Linked DNA regions of Callithrix jacchus: region 2 is linked to region 1. Evidence: chromatin contacts called from public Hi-C data. All regions are on one chromosome and are shown on one strand. Each heading gives the region's core, a stretch centred on a gene start, on an enhancer-like site or on the middle of the called end of the contact. The rest is flanking DNA. Distances are from core to core; before and after follow the strand shown.

What was found. Hi-C and Micro-C count contacts between places; a contact is called where the count stands out from the background.
Region 2: a contact with region 1 is called in a Hi-C map of induced pluripotent stem cells, with 2.4 times the contacts expected there. The contact joins the enhancer-like site here to the promoter of MYLK in region 1. A contact is called at or near these places in 2 of 3 Hi-C or Micro-C datasets (induced pluripotent stem cells and skeletal muscle).

The regions. Positions count from the first base shown.
Region 1 is chr15:79,180,775-79,186,388 of calJac240_pri, forward strand. MYLK (myosin light chain kinase) reads left to right here and starts at 2,607. Exons shown (of 33, transcript XM_078351934.1): 1 at 2,607-2,707. CCDC14 (coiled-coil domain containing 14) reads left to right here. Exons shown (of 15, transcript XR_004734191.3): 14 at 1-98; 15 at 1,182-1,657.
Region 2 is chr15:79,257,647-79,263,260 of calJac240_pri, forward strand. All of the region lies in intron 3 of MYLK (myosin light chain kinase), which reads left to right. Among named protein-coding and RNA genes, the nearest start is that of MYLK, 77 kb to the left of the region's middle. Within about 2 kb of position 3,570, at least 4 of the 16 cell types and tissues checked have an H3K27ac peak or open chromatin away from gene starts, as enhancers often do.

The sequences.
Region 1 (5,614 bases), core at 1,357-3,856:
AGCATATTCTTTCCATAAACCCTTCCTAAGGAATCTACTACAGGACAAGCTTTCAGACAACAAAATGACTAAAGATACATATACATAAGGAATTAATGGTAAGCATTAAATGTATATTTAAGCTCTAATTAGGATTAGAATTGTAGAATTGTAAAACTAAGACTAAATTAGGGTTAAATAAGAAGATTATGGTATGCAATGGCTATAGAAGCTGACAATTTAGAGTATAACTATAAAAGATGGATAGCATACACAAAGAAATGAACTTTTCAAGAATCAAAAGTGATGATGGTAGTATTAACATAGTTATTCTGAGATTATTATTGTATGTTTAATGCAAATGAAAGCAAACTAGTAAATTTGGATATTCTAATTTCATCATCCCCTTTGTCCTTGAGAACTAGAATTCTCTACATGGCAGAAAGGAGGTCCTAATGCAATATAGAAGATGTTAAGGAAAAACTATAGCCTGATATTAAATTGGAAATATTAATAAGAACTAATTAAGAAAATATTATGAAGAATAATATTCTTTAGAGTATTAAAGAATGAAGTATTCTTTACTAGCTCTGTCTATTGAAAAGGCCTAGAAACAGTTACCAACCTAGTAGCAATGAATACCCCTAGTGCTCATATTGTTATCTTAAAATTTCAACAGAAGAAACTAGAGCTTCTTGGAGAAATGGCTGATTCCAGCTTTGAGGTAGCAAATGTACAGATGTGCCTGGAACATCTTGTCATATCATATAGCAAGGAAGCTATCAAAGACTTCTAGAGCCTTTGAAGCTCTTTGCACATGAGAGAGAGAGAGAGAGAGAGAGAGAGAGAGAGAATACTAGAATCTTATCAAAAGAAGCCAGGAGCCACATTGAAGAAGCTCCTACTGGCCAAAGATGGGACAATTTGAGCTCTAATTTAGCAGATGGAAACCTACAAATATATTTAAATTCATTAATTTATGATATTAAAGAAATCTAAGAATGACAGAATCAATTCATCATTTTGAAAACTGGGTAAACTAAAAAAAAAATAAAGAAGCAGGTATTCATAGTGCCTTTCCTATCTCAGGGTAATCAAATAGTAGATGAGAGGAAGCATCTCCTTATACACTTATTGAATTCATAAATGAAAACAAAATTAGAATATTATGATTTTGCAACCTTGTTTATTAATGAATCTAGGAATTGAGCATGGACAGCTGCTAACCTCAAAAAAGAGCGAACACCAGACATTATGATCAAGTACCTTTTGATGAAAAGAACGAACAATCATCTATAATCTTACAAAAGCCATCAAACTTCAGTCGTAGGAAGACCCTGGATCAGCTGCCAGCTTGCAGTCAATACAGAGGACAGAGAAACATGCTGAATTGCCTCATGAATGTGCAACCCCCAGACTGAAAAAATCAAGGGCTTAAGTTCTTTAACGAATAATTGTAAGAAAAAGACTTAAAAGGCAGATCAAGTTAATAAAAAGTGAGGGGCAGGGTGTACCCTTAGAAGATAGCAAGAAAAAGAAAAGCAACAAAAGTGACTTCATGAAAGTCAGGTTAGCGGTTACTTTTGGGAGGACGGAGAAACAAGGCTGTCATGGAGTAGGGCACAAGGAGGGACTTCTGGGGTGGCTGTCAGAGTTCTATTTCTTGATCCAGGTGGTGATTATAAGGGTGTTCCCTTTATAATAATTCATTAGTCTATATATTTGTTTTTTGTGGTTTTCTTTGTTTTATTTTACAACTATATATATATATATATATATATTTTAAAAACCACCACTTAACCTACAGTAAACAGTTTTTAAAAAACAAAAGAAGGTCCAAGTGAAGAGATCAGAAGCTATAAAATATTTCATATTGGGTGCAAACTAAACATAGAGCAAGCCAAAACCAAAAACAAACACCTCCTCCCCCATGCCCCTCTTTTTTACTTAAAGAACTGTGTAGGTATCTTCCAAGCCAATGAGAGATTCTTAACACACACAAGGGGAATATGTCAAAGGAACCGTGGGGCTGAGTTGCAGCGCTGGAAGATGTCTGAAAAAACCTTCCGGCACTAAAACCTTAGCCATGGTTTCGCTGACATCTTCATTTTACGGATGAGAAAACTGAGGCCCAGAGGCAGCCAGTGTCTTCTGCACGCTCACAAAGCTAGCATCAGCCCCTGACCTAAGGCCTGGCTCTCAGGATCTGGGACTAAGACACGCACCACGACAGCACCAGCTCGCTGACCGCCGCGTGCGGGGAGTAACTGGGGCGGTGCGGGGCCAGGGCGAGGAGGCGCGGGGTCTGACGCTCGGTTATGCTGCGGATTCTCCGCTCCCGACTCTCAGGCAGAGCGCGGGTGGGCGTGGCGGGAAGGGCAGCAGGTCCCCTCCCCGAGCGCTATGCAAATGTAATGCAAATAAGCGTATGGGGGATGGAGCGGCGGTTTGAGTGCTGACCCCGCAGCGCCGCGCTCTCTGTCGCTCGCCCCCGCGTGCGTCCGCTCTGCGCTCTCGCACTTACTAGCTTTCTCGCCGGGTCGCTCACCCCGGCCCCGCCCCGTCCCGTCCCGCCCCGCACTGCCCCGTCCGGGACGCTCCTCGCAGGCTCCGCGCGCTACCCGGTCGGTTGGCAGCCGGGCGCGGAGCGAGCGCTGAGCCAGCGCTGTGCGCCTGCGGCCGGGGCGCCCCGCGGAGCGCCGGCTCCCGGGCCGCCTTAGCCGCGCAGGTGAGTGAGCCCGCCCCACGCTTTTGTCCAGGCGCGGGCCCTGGGAGTCAAGGCTATGAGGGTGGGAGTTCTGGGTGGGGGCTGGGACCCCCACCGTCCCTGCCGCCCGACTCCCCTGCTGGAGAGGGGCTCCGAAGTGCGGTGAGGAGTCAGGGCGTAAGGAGACGACCCCAGTGACGCCAGGCTGCAGGAGTTTTCTTTTGCGGAGATGAAGTGCTTGGGGACAGTGATGCGATTGTCTCTCTAGGAATCATCCGAAGGGGATGCCTTTGATTTGAGGGGCAGGAGAAGCGGGCCCTTTTCTCAGCTCCCAGACCCTTGCTGGAGAAGTCGGTGACGGCCGCTAGGAAGGGGGTGCCACGTGAAGGTCCTTCCAGCCCAAATGTGATTCCGGGAAGGTAGGGCGGGGAAGGCGGCCGGCGGGTGCCAGACTGGCCATCCCAGGCGAAGCTGGGGCGCGGGCTTTGCGGACTTATTCCTACTCCGTACTTTTCACTTAAGCCCCTCGCCTCGCTCTGCCTCCTTCGCGCTAACTGATGCCATTGTTGAGGGACCTTGTTCGCCGATGATTGCGGTTGGAAAGTTTTGGATAAACTTCTCAGGAGATATGAGCTGTCAATGGTTGAGGTAGACCCCTTCCTGGAACTTATGGAGCTAAAACCCTTCAAAATCCAAAGGACTGAATTTCTAGGAGTGGCGTTGCAGATGCGAAGATGGGCTGATGGGGAAATGGTTTCTAGGATTGTTTTTAGATTGGGGTGTGTGTGTGTGTGTGTGTGTGTGTGTGTGTGTGTGTTGGGGGGCGGGGCACCTTCTATTTCATAATCAGAAGAAAAAGACCCAGCTCTAATGGAGTCTAGAGGGTGTAAAATTAGCTGTTGTGATTCAGGAGGCTGGGTGGGTGTCGGGAAGAACCTGGGCAGTGGGCGTGGTGCCAGGCCTCCTCTCCCCAAGTGCAAAGGCCAGAGTATATGCAGTGACCTCCCACCCCACAGCCTTTGAGAGCCTGCCCTGGAGCTGCATCCCCCTTCCAAGTGAGGCTGTGTTCTTCCACACCTGAATGGAATCCTTTTTGTCAAAATGCACAACTTGTCAGTAAATTATTTCCAAATGGGGTGCTTAGGAGGACCATTCGGGGAACTTCACCCATGCTTCAAAGCATCAGGAATTAACACTGCAAGTGTCTGGGAGAAGTGTAGTAACTAAATAAATAAAGTCTGGTAACTTTATTGGGTTCCTACAAGGCATTTAGGGTTCTAATAGAACTGTTTTTCTCCCTTTCTTTCCCTCTTGCCCTGTATTATCTGTTTTCTTTTCTCTTAAAATTCTTGACTTCCTTCTCTCATTTGCGATTCTCTAAGTCTCTTCCCCACCCTGCACACTGTGGGACTGTGGAGGATGATGCTGTTGGCACCATAGTGCCCTAGAGCATCATGGAATTTTCCTTCCTGCTCAGAGTGACATTACCCCTTTTTCTCCAAGTCTCAGTGGGCCAGAAGCCTTGGGCTGGGGCAAGTAGGAGCCTGAGCAGTTGGTCCTGGGTCCGGAGCGGTTGGACTCTGGATGCTGGATTGGGTAGTGGGTACTCTGGGGACATGCACAAGAGCTTCGTTTGCCAAGATGTACAGGTCTGTTCCATTGCTCACTGATGATACAAAGGATGCTGGGCCTTCTTTGCAGCTAGGCATGAGCTTGGAGAACTACCCCATGGTGGTGAAGCATTTATGCTTGTTCATCTCCCATGTTCAGTTTCTTTTGTGTAATAATTGGCTAGTTGAGGAGGAGGGTAGCTGCAGCCTTGTAGGTGTTTCCTTGTCTTACTTTTATCTTTTATGTTGAGACAGGGCCTGGCTGTGTTGCCCAGCCTGGAGTATAGTAGCGTGATCTCAGCTCACTGCAGCCTTGACCTACCAGGCTCAAGCAATCCTCCCACCTCAGCCTCCTGAGTAGCTGGGACTACAGGTGTGCACCACCACACCTGGCTAGTTCTTTTTTCTTTCTTTCTTTCTTTCTTTTTTTTGGTAAAGATGGGGTCCCACCATGTTGCCCAGGCTAGTCTTCAACTAATGGGCTCAAGTGATCCACCCACCTCTACCTCCCAAAGTGTTGGGTTACAGGCCTGAGCCCCGGCACTTGGCCGGAGTAGTTTCTGTTTGTGTGAGATTCACTTACCCCTTCAGCAGGGTCTGCTTCCCCTGGGTCCAGATATTAGAGAACACGCACAGAGCAAACTAGGTCTTGGGACATTCCTGGTCTAACTGGTAAGGTCAGGTGGCCCCACCTGCTGTCCAAACATGGTAGACAGACAGCTACAGTCACTGCAGAGTAGGGGCTTCTGGCTGGCAGGTGGTGGGGGAGTCTGTGAGAAGGCTTGTCAGAGAAGGAGGTGACCCCAGATGGTGCAGAAAGGAGAGGCATTTGAGTGCCAAGGTTGGGGAAAGGTTCTGGGGTCTCTGCTAGGAAGATCTTTACTGTCCTCAGCGGCATAGATTGTGAATGCACTGGGCTCACTGTGTACTCAGTGTCTTTGAGAATGACCTCTGGGTTTTATCCTTAAAATATAAGATGAGCCTAGAGTTTGAAGCACTAGTTGGCTTGTCTGTCTTTTAGGAAGTTCATAAGGTGGGGGGTTTTGCTTGGGGATTAGGGAGCCAGTGTCCCATGAATGTGGAGAATCTTATTTAGTATCTTTCTGAGAACAACACTTCTTGAGAGTCTGGAAACATAAGTCTACTTGGAAGCCCAGCTGCACCTCTAGTGGCTCAAACCAACCCACACAGGCTGGGAGATTGTTCATTCTTAAAAGCTTCCTGTCCTATCTTTTCAGCAAATGTAAAATTTAGAAACAAAACTTGAAAAGTATCCTTTCCCAACAGAAGACAATGTCCTTGCCCAACTTGGCCAACA
Region 2 (5,614 bases), core at 2,320-4,819, 78 kb after region 1:
TTCACAGTCACTGCACTTGTCTGAACCTTAAATTTCCTTTCCGTGATTGGACCAGTGCTTCTCTGACTAGCCATCCCTGAGGACAGTTGAGAAAGAGCATGTATTCTAGGGGTAGGGACTGGGGGTGTAGCCTGTAGCAGCTTGCAAAAAGCCTGGCATTTCTTTGAACACCTATTTAGTTGTAAAATCTACTTACAGTTGGCATCCTGTACAATGATCTGGGTTTGTTGGTTGTAATATAAAAACTTTTCACCCAAATCTTTGAGTAAAGTTGATGTTTCAGGGTGAGGTAGCCTCAAATATCCCAAAGGTCACGTAGCCACACCCCTCTGGGCTGGAGGTGGGATCGAATAGTAGTTTCAAAGGTCCCTTCCAGCTCTGACATTCCAGGCACTTGGAGTAAGTGAGTCTCATTCTCAAAGGACCTAAGGTTAGTACCAAAGAATTCTAAAGGAACCTGAGAAGTGGGACCCCTGTACCCTGCCCCTGGTGACAGTGGACAGGGCTGGGTGGAAGTAGAACTGGCAGAAACAGGGAGAAGACACAGCCCTCTTCAGTGAAGAGTGAAGGAAGGCTGGAGGAAGAGCCGGGCTGTGTCTGGGCCTGACTGTCAACCCTCGGGCTGATGACCCTGGCAGGATTGGCTTGGCAGCTCTCTACCTCCCCAGGTAATTTCCAGGAAACACTAAGCCATTGTTTCTCATTCCAGCTGGAGGCTGTCTGGGGAGGAGCCGTCATATCTCAGGAGGGCAGTGAGGGCAGGGGTGAAGTGTATGTAGGAACACAGAGCTTGTCACACTGCCAAGGCCTCCTGGCGGTTCTGATGCAGCACCTAAGGCTGGGGTCTGGGCTTGTGCCCAGCCAGTGGGAGGGGAATTGGGAGTCTGGAGAAGGGGAGCAAGTTTTTGGAGAGAACACAGAGATTTCTGGCCTGAGAATGGGAACAATCGCTAACTACAGTCTGGGAACCTCTCCGTGGGGAGAGACTGTCTGCTGATGGCGGTATCGGCCTTGCACACGTTTGCCAGAGATTAGCCAGTATGCATGGTCTCTCAGGCATGAGGGATCGAAATGAAGTCACCCCATTTGTTTGGGGCAAATGTAAGGGATTTCCCTGGGCAAGGGATTGATGACTTCATCAAATTTATACTCAGCAGATATCATGACATTAAAATCTAAGGGGATATCAATACATTTGTTACACTGAAAATTTCCTGTTGTGTATGGAATATGTTATAATAAGATTTAACACATATCTTTTTTTTTTTTTTTTTGAGGTAGAGTCTCGCTCCACTGCCCAAGCTGGAGTGCAGTGGCACTATCTCAGCCCACTGCAACCTCTGCCTCCTGGGTTCAAGAGATTGTCCTGCCTCAGCCTCCAGAGTAGCTGGGATTATAGGCATCTGCCACCATGCCCAACTGACTCTTGTAGAGACAGGGTTTCACCATGTTGGCCAGAGTGGTCTTGAACTTCTGACCTCATGTGATCCCCCTGCCTTGGTCTCCCAAAGTGCTGGGATTACATGCGTGACCCACCATGCCCAGCCATAAGATTTAATATATCTTGATAAACCCTTTCTAAGCATGTTACCAAGTTGGATTTGAAGTTCAGAAGGACTGGATTCCAGTACTGCTTTATTAACTATATGACCTTAGGCAAGTCTCACCTGGTCTTTGAGCCTCAGGTGTTCCATCCATAAAGTGGAGCCATAAAATATCTTAGTATGTTGGCTGGGTGCGGTGGTTCACGCCTATAAGTCCCAGCGCTTTGGGAGGCCAAGATGGGCAGATCACCTGAGGTCAGGAGTTCCAGACCATCCTGGCCAACATGGTGAAGACCTCATCTCTACTAAAAATAAAAATAAATAAATAAATAAACTGGGAATAGTGGCTCGTGCCTGTAATCCCAGCTACTCAGGAGGCTGAGGCAGGAGAATTGCTTGAACCCAGGAGGCGGAGGTTGCATTGAGCTGAGATTGTGCCATTTTACTCCAGACTGGGTGATGAGAGCAAGACTCAATAAATAAATAAATAAATAAATAATCAATCAATCAATCTTTGTATGTTGTGAAGTTGAAATGGGATATTGACTAGGAAAGTATTTAAGTTTCTGAATAAGTAGCTAAATGTTCATTTTGAGTAAAAACCCGTTTGGTAACATTAGCTAAGCATCTCCATCCTCTAGGCCTTCTGCAGACTAGTCTCATTCAATGTAATGACCATATTTCTCAAAATTTCTTTTGACCCATCCCTTTACCAGATGAGATTTTTGCTCTCATATACAGGCACCACCATCTCCCTAGATCAGCTCTATACTGGAGGCCTTTCCTGCTTAGATTACCATGGTCTGTTCTCTGTGCTTTACCAACTTCAGAGATCTTGACTCAGTCTGTGAAGATAATGTTGGTCCACTCTGAGCCCTAGTTTCCTCATCCATAAAATAAGGGAGATGACTAGATGGTTTAGGTTCCCTTTCTTCCCTGACATTCTGCAATCCAGCCATATTTCAGTGTACAAACAGTAACCTAGAATCTGAGAAGATGAGAGCAGTGCATATTGTCCAACCAATTATAAGTAACTGATTTAAAAAAACAATTTAAAAGCATGAATTAATAATCTATTCCTTGTGATATATTGGGCAATGTTTGTAGCAGTATTTAAATGAACTAAGACATTTAAGTGAAATGTGATACCTGTTTCTTCATAACTATTATCAAATAGTTACCATTTGTTGAGAGCTTGCTACATGCCAGACATTGTTAGAAATTACTTTACATATTACAGTTATGGTGTATTGGGTATTTTGAGTATCTACTTTGTGATAGGTGCTAATTATACTCCCCTGCATATGTACAGATGGGGAAATTGAGGTTTAGAGAAGTAAATCTCCCAAGGTCATCCAGCCACTAGGTGGCGGTGGCAGGGCTCAAGTCTAGGCGTGTGCGACAACAAAGCTTGTGACATGATGCCTCCAACCAAGTCCTCTGTCTTGCAGTCATTGCTGTGTTTACTCTTAGGTTGTAAATCTGTTGTTACTACTCTGCTAGGACTGATTGGTTACCCCAGCTGTGTTTATGATACAGCTCTGGACTTGACCCTGAATTAGGAATTGGCTCTCTCTCTCTAGTTGAGGCAGCCAGCCTGAGAATTATATGGGAAAAAACCTACCTGGACTTAGCACCTTCCCTCCTCTGGCATGTTGGAGACACCCAGTCTCCACTCTCTCCTCACTTCCCTCCCTGTGCACCTGCCCTCTCCTCTCTGCACTAACTGAGGATGGAAATAAAACTAGAAATCCTTAACACTGTTTGCCAGGCTTTGGGCTTCAGCCAGAGGAGGCAGATTGTGTTGATGGATGTAATTAAAAAACTGCAAACCTGCTTCTCAAATCCCAGGGCCCAAAGGAGTTGATAAACCAGGTTGGCTCATTTTCCTTTGCTGTGTCACATGGGGAAGGATTTGGAATAGAAATATCCCCAGGACTCTCAGTAATGGAAGCTCGAGTCAACCATGGAGGCACAAGAGCCAGACAAGTGATGGCAACAGCCTTTGGCCCCAGGGCGTCCAGCAGGAGCTGTGGATGGCTGGGGCTGGTGACAGTCTTCACAATGTAAGAGTCTGGGCTCTTACTGGCAACCACATCACCACAGCCCCTCCTGTCAGCAGTGCTTCCTGCTCCTCATCCCCTTGGAAGACCTGTTCCAGCTGAATGGCTTAGGCTCTCACATGGAAAGGAGGACATTCACAGAAGCACCTTTCTCCTTCCTTCTCCTCCAATCAGCCAGGTGTTAGTTGAGTCACAGGACTAATGTTTCCTCAGGGGAAACAGGCCATAGGACCTGGCCTCTCCCCTAAACTACAGAGAGAGGGGCAGGGGCCACATTTAGCAGCCAGGCCTGAGCAGCTTCTCTCACAGTTCACTTGTGCCCATGCCCTTAGAATGGAAGAGTCTTCCTAGCAAAGTATCTTCTATTCTTGTCCCTTAAGATCATCCTCACAGAACCAGCTCCCTGAAGAAAGCAGAGAGACAGTGTGTGTTTCAGGCCATTCTAGACAAAAGGAATGGAATCTCCAGTCTGCAGATAGAGAACCTGCTCACAGCCTGCTCCAGGGAAGTGTGTAATCTGCAGAATCAAGAGGTGCATTTTCTTCTTGCACCTTCTTTTCCCATGTGGGTTTCCTAGGCTTCTCACAGACTAGTGTTGGAGAGGAGGGGAGTGCAGAGCAGACTCCTGCAATGAAAAGGTGACCCTTTTTACTCCCTCTCCTTTCTGGGTTTCCTCTCAACCCTCTGACCCTACAGCACCAACAGCACACCCCACTGCCATGGGCTGCCAAAACCCACCTGCCAGCCCTATCCCCAGCTTCCCTCTCTGCCCCTGCAAGACTTCCGTTTCAAAATAACTCAAATTACCAAATGCTGGCAGAATTGAGGGAGAAGGAGGGAGAGGAAGAATGAAGGGATTGAAACACAAGAAGTATATTCCATTTACCTTATGGGAAAATGATACTCCCCAACATCCTGCCCCATTAATTTTGCTGTTAATATTTGCCACTCTGCTAAGGGATCAAATGAGTTCTAAGTCACCTTAAGTACTTAGTCCAATGCCTGACAGTAAGTGCTAAGTACATGGCAACTATTATTGGTTCTCTCTTTTTCTCCTGGGATTTCCCCTTAGCTCTTCCAATACCAGCTCTTCTCTGGACAGACCTCATCCAATCGTAGGGCTCCACCTGGGAGCTGGCCAGAGGCAGAGGAGCTGGGATCACTGCACAGGTGGTGGGTCTGGGGCTGACCCAGTCCTCAGAGTCTTCCTAGCCTGTGCCTCTGTCTCACAGGTGTGCCTTGAGGACCAGGTGTGCCTGCCTGATATGCCTGCCTGGCGGGGTGGCCCTGCGCAGGGAGCCCCAGCAGAAGTCTTGCCTGTTAGATAAGCTTTGCCTCCTCTCCTGGGGACCTGCAGCAGCTCATCCCTGCCAGGGCTTAGCTCATCCCTGCCAGGGCTTGGCTCCCCCTGCTGGAACCTTTCCTACCTGACCATATGTCTTGTGGAGAGCTGGTGGCAGTCCTAGAGGAAGTGCTCTAGGGCAGGAATTGCCCAGAGAGGCCCAGAGAAGGAAGGTAGTCTTCCTAAGATCACACAGCTGGTTTGGGTGGTGCCATAATAAGCATGAGAGTCACTGACTCTTCTGTACTGTCTCACCCTCCAGTGCCATCTGGGTTTCTCCTGTGCCCTCTACTTTGATCAAGGTTGTCTTTATTCTTTGAGCCTCTGACAGAAACTTTACAATCATAAAAGCAAGAACAACATTAACAATAGCAGCCGTCATAGACTGAGTTCCTATTCTGCATCAGAGACGAGGCTGGGGCCACTTTTTATGCACATTGCTGACCCTTGTAGTAATCTTGCAGGTAGGACAATATTAGAAGTAACCCATTTTACAGATGAATATACTAAGATTTTGAGAGATTGTCAGTTGCCTCAAGCCACCCCTAGGGATGAAAGCCATGAGCTCTGTTTTGTTCCTTGAGTCGATTTCCTGGCCGTTGGTGGGCTGAGGGTGGTGAGGTTGCCCCTACTATGTACTCCCACCTCACTCATCTCATAGGGTT